Regions from separate parts of the Triticum aestivum genome. Here region 2 is linked to region 1. A link is a contact called in public Hi-C data. All regions are on one chromosome and are shown on one strand. Each heading gives the region's core, a stretch centred on a gene start, on an enhancer-like site or on the middle of the called end of the contact. The rest is flanking DNA. Distances are from core to core; before and after follow the strand shown.

Region 1 (2,700 bases), core at 85-2,584:
ACCTCGGCCGCGCACTTGCGCACCTCCTCCTCCTCGTGGCGCTTCCAGTTGAGCATCTCGACGGCGCGCTCAATGGAGCGCGGGTTGGTGCCGAGCTTGCGCAGCGTGTCGCGCGCGGAGCCCTTGCTGGTGGTCAGCTGCTGCAGGATGCGGACGCCGATGAGCTGCTCGTCGAGGAAGTCGGAGAGGATGAGGTCCTCGGCGAAGGTGACGAGGTCCATCTTGATGCCGTCGAAGATGCTGCCGTCGATGCACTGCGAGTAGGCGTCGTAGAAGAAGCGCTTGAGGGAGACGAGGCCGTAGGGGCCGAGCTCGCACTCGGCGCTCACCTGGTCGAGCAGCCTGCAGACGGACATCTTCCACGTCCAGTAGGCCTTCTCCAGCAGGAAGAGCGACGCCTCCAGCAGCGCCAGGGCGTAGAAGAGCAGCAGCGCCGGCCGCATGTTCTTGGCCTCGTCGAAATCCTGGTTATTCCAGAGCCGCGTCACCGAGAGCGCGACGCAGGCGAGCGCCGAGAGCACCTGCAGCCAGTTGAGCAGCCTGCCGATCTTCTTGGACACGAAGACCCAGCCGGTGTAGGGGAGCAGCGGCACGTCGGGGGCGTGCCAGGTGCGCTGCTTCATCAGGGCCACGATCTGGCGCTGGAAGAGCGCCGCCCTGGCGCGCGCGTCGCCGCCGCCGCTGCCGCCGTCCCCGAGCGCCGCGGCCGTCTGCGGCTCGGCGATGGCGTGCGCGAGGCGGCGGAAGAAGCGCGAGCTGGAGCGCAGCGCGTTGCCGGCCGTGGAGGTGAGGGTGGCGTGGTGCTGCCACTCCAGCTCGTGGCTGCGGCTGAAGACGCGCGCCGCCTCGCTGACGAGGATGACGGTGATGCACCAGAAGTCGGTGATTTTGAGGTCGCTGGCGAAGCCGCCGAGCAGCACGACGGTGGCCCACGCGAAGTCGAGCTTGCCGAGCCCGCTGGCCGCCTTCTCGAGGACGGCGAGCCGGAGCGCGAAGAGCGTGAGGCGCTTCTCGGGAGGCTCCCGGCCGCCGCCCCGGCCCGAGCTGCCGTGGCCGCTGCCGCTGCCCGGCGTCATCTCCCGCCACGGCTCGGAGAAGGATATGGAGCCGCCGCCCCCGCTGCCCAGGCCGCCGCCGACCCGGTGCTGGACGATCTCGATGCTCGGCGGGTTCTTCTTCATGGCGCCGTCGTCTTACCTTGGTTGGACTTCGTGGAGGAGCTTCACGGATGGGAAGCCAGGGCAGGAGATGGCGTTGGATTTGAAGCGAATGCTTGCAAAGACGAGCTGGAGAACGTTTCTACTTCCACAGGTCGACGTACTACGTGGAACAGTTTGGCTGGGTCAACGGTCAACACATGAAGAGATGAAGGCTACTAGTAGTAGTACATGAGGACGTGGAAGCAGAAGGCGCGAAGTGGCCCATGATTGGGTGTCCGGACGTGGCGAGGACGACGGCGACATGATCGGCATATTATTCCATTCCACCGAGCTTTGTGGTTGGGTGCAAGAAACAATCTCTGTCTATCTGACTTGTATGCATCCATGGGAACAACAACAACAACAATGTTGAGAGAGGAAGGTAGATGGGAATCTTCTTGTTGCGCAGATAAAACTCGGGTGATCGAGTGCCGGAGAATCAGCGTACGAGCGAGCGTCGTAAAAAAGGACACAGACCAATCGAAACGGGGGGAGGGAGCGTCGAAGACGACGGCGGTGCGGACGGGTGGTGGCCCGGCCGCCAGCTTACTGACGTTGCCGTGCAAGCAAACGGCAGACTGCGATCGCATCAGCATCAATTCCTCCGTCGGCCCGCCCGGCCCGGGTCGATCTTCTTCTGTGACAACGGGAACGCAGGGGCAACGGAAACCGATTTCTTCAACAAGTCTGTAGCCGCCGCACCTCTCTTTCCTCCTTTCCACAAATTACGTGTCAGCGTGAAAGCGCAGCCACGGACGCTGGCGCCCGCCACAACTCATCAACATATGCTTTTTTTTTCCTACTAACTTAAACGTAGTTGATGGAATTGAGGCGAATCAGAGACAGATGCTTGCGTACAACGTCCATAAGATTTATTTGTTTTTTGACGAGTTGAAATGTTCATATGATTTTGGGCAAGTGAGGGAGTAAGACAATGAAGGAACTCTATCTTGATTTGGTCTGACGGCAACGGTTAAGTACTACTAGTACGACGTAGTACGTGCAGAGAATTTCATGTCCGGGACGTGGTCACCACAGCGACACAAATTTGCCATATTTTCACAAGACATAGTTTATGCCCCCGATCGAACTGCAGATGCAGAGCCGTGTTCGCGGAAGCATCAAGCACGCGTGGGTTAAAACGGGGACGCAGGTGGTCACGACTTGCCGGCGCTCCTACTGTGTCTGTGGAACGTTGGCGTGCAAGAAAACTGGCCCGAGCGCGCGGAGGAAACAATACCACGTCCATGCTACATGCCCCATGCGGACTCGTCTGACCACGCCTATGCAGCGCGCGCATGGCCAGCAGGAGACCAACAGGTTACGTGGCTACGACGTGATGACTATGACACACGCCTAGAGACCAATCGCGCTGAGCATTTTTCTTCTCCTTTTCCTTCCACTTTGATACTCTGCAGGTCAATTCACCTGACTCCGCGAGACTACCCATCTCAAACTTAATCCAATCCAACCTGTGCTTGGGTTGGATGAAGTGCCGGAG
Region 2 (2,700 bases), core at 125-2,624, 260 kb before region 1:
ACGCAATCGTCAACATTTTGAACAGTAAGCTGGACTGCTACAGCAGAACATTATCATTCAGTTTTAAGTATGAAAAACGACCTTTTATCAGTTTTTAGAAAACGACTTGTAATTTCTGCTTTTATGGTGGGCAGTCTCTAGTCAAAGACTAGTCCTGAAAATATGTGTTCTTAGTTCGTTGAAGAATCAGCGGTTCAGCGGCACACAAGATATATATTAGCGGCGTCCATCATGTCAAAATCCAACATACTCCCTCAGTTTCTGTTTTGATAACTACGTATGACTTTACACCCGCTTACCAAGAGCTATTCTTTTTAGAAAAATAGGGAGTGATCCCCGGCTCCATGAACCAGAATGAAACCACGAGTAACCATATATACCAAGAGTACTAAAATAAGCATGAACTCATAAAGCTGCAAGGAGATATTAGTAGCTAGCTTGGTGTATCGAGACAGTATTCCTTTTCTTAATTTGCATGGAGTAGCGTCAAATTAATATGCAAGTTAGGTAGGTTGGTTGATCGCATCACTGCAGGTAATTGGAACTGCATCATACGATCGCACGAGGTCGGGAATGAATGTTCTTTTTATTTTTTTGCGGGGTAGGGAATGAATGTTCATGTCCAGTTATCCACCCTCTCCGGAACAAGACCAGCGGAGCAGAGTAGTTGAAGGCGAAAGCACCATAAATGCAACCAATCCGTGCGGTCAAGAGAACAGACAGTTGGATACGATCGAGCACGTCCTTCCACGGGACGACCGGTCGATGTCGATGACTGATGAAGAACGTACCATGCAGGGCGTTGGCGAGGAGCGGGAGGACGCCGCCGCCGTTCTCGTTGAGGAGGTTCATCCAGTACTCGGCCGCCCGCCCCAGCAGCGCCACGGGCCGCTTCGCCCACAGCAGCAGCATCTGCGCCACCAGCGACACGAAGACGGCCCACCGCCGCCGCGCCGACCCGATCTCCGTGCCCGCGGGGCAGTCCACGGCGTCGTTCTCGGCGACGTTGGGCGACCAGAGGAGGTGGACGAGGTCGCGCACCCCGCCCTTCTCCGGCCGCAGCTCCATGAAGTCGCCGTTGCAGAAGCCTCCTCCTCCGCCGTAGACGCCATCGCCGTCGGAGGCCATGCCTAACGTCGTCGGCTCGACCGGAGCCGAGGACCTATCGATCGATGGTGCGTAGGAAGGTGGGACGCGCGCGCGGTTGAACTGGTTGCCGTTCCGGCACGTCGGAGCACGGAGGGTGTATATATAGAAGGGAAGTAAAGTAAGGTGGCAGATGGATGGAATTAATTACCGGACCATTTTTTATGGGAAACCGGACTGGTCAATCCATATCCTCGTTCAATAAATATGGGACCATTATATTGCGAGAAATGGGCAGCTAGGTGCATGGTCTGGCCGTGTTGCAAAAACCACACAATGTTATGAAAGCAAAAGAGGTTATATATCATTGTCCATGTCCATTATCATTGCCGACGTATAATTGGACGTACACTGGCTGTCAGAGGTACACACGAACACGATGGTGATAATGGAGTACAGCCTTTGACTGGACGCGGACGCGAGGACGCAGCAAATGGATGGATGCGCATGGAAGCAAGAGCATGGGAGTGGAAAGCTTATGCTTGGAAGCCACCTCCATGTCCACGAATATCAAGCTAGCTAGCGGCTCTTGCTTGATTCCTTCACTGGTTGTTACGTGAGAGTTGGTACATGGAGTGATGAATGATCGATGGGAATGTGGTCATTGTGGTGGGGCATGCATAGCCATGGCGAGCTAAGCTACCATTATATGCGCCTCTCCTTGGCGTGCAATTCGCGGGCTCCTGATACGGAGAACATTTCGTCAGAGGTGGTGTGCGTGGAGAAGGCCGTGGGAATGGGGAAAGATTTGTTGAGTCGGTATATACAAAAAGTTTCTAAGATATTTTTGTTACGCTTGTAGTTGTACTCCCTCTGGCCGGAAATACTTATCATCAAAATAAATAAAAAGAGATGTATCTAAAACTAAAATATATTTAGATTCATCCCCTTTTATCCAGTTTGATGAGAAGTATTTTCGGACGGAGGGAGTAGTAGTAGATATTAAGAACACGTTTGGTTTGGGTCATGATTAACATCGTCACAACTAGCTATGGAAGAAATGTCCCTCGCATGCAAAGTAGGATGAACAAGATGGCCACCGCAAACGTAGCAGATTGGCGAAGGATGCTTGAGTGCCCGCCTAAGGCTTGGCCGCGTGAGAGTGCCCTCCGCGACGTCCATTTTGCGTTTGCCTCGTGCCGCTGGCTCCCTGGGGAGTTTTGCGCCGTTCGATCTGCCCGGGCGCACGACAGCCCACCGTCTTTCCGGGGTCCATGACATGTGGGCCACGCGTGCGACCCAGGACACCTCTCTGTAGTGGGTTTCGTCGCGCCCACGTGCGCCTTCTCGCGCGCTGCCCCACGCGAGATGGGGAGGCTGGGTCACGTCAGCATCCGCAAGCGCCAGCTGCGGCCGGGTTGGTTCGCTCGCGCCAATGTAGTGGTCCTTATGGACCACTTACTCGCAAGCATGAGGTATTAGGTCGATGGTGATTTGCTAGGCGACGCGCTGCGCGTCGACGACAACCTTGAGGTGGATGTTCTCCGGTGCAACGGCGGCAGTCACAGAGCCACTAGTGTGTGGAAGAGGTTATCTCCGTAGAGGTCGGCGAGG

What was found. Hi-C and Micro-C count contacts between places; a contact is called where the count stands out from the background.
Region 2: a Hi-C map of leaf shows a contact between it and region 1, with 5 times the contacts expected there. The contact joins the promoter of LOC123138447 here to the promoter of LOC123138445 in region 1. A contact is called at or near these places in 3 of 5 Hi-C or Micro-C datasets (all in leaf) and 1 of 1 datasets of contacts at active chromatin or transcription factors (leaf).

Annotation. Positions count from the first base shown.
Region 1 is chr6B:642,215,193-642,217,892 of IWGSC CS RefSeq v2.1, reverse strand. LOC123138445 reads right to left here and starts at 1,334. Exons shown (of 2, transcript XM_044558422.1): 1 at 1-1,334. The coding sequence starts at 1,181.
Region 2 is chr6B:642,477,110-642,479,809 of IWGSC CS RefSeq v2.1, reverse strand. It overlaps LOC123138447 (triacylglycerol lipase OBL1), which reads right to left and starts at 1,374. Exons shown (of 4, transcript XM_044558424.1): 1 at 792-1,374. The coding sequence starts at 1,128.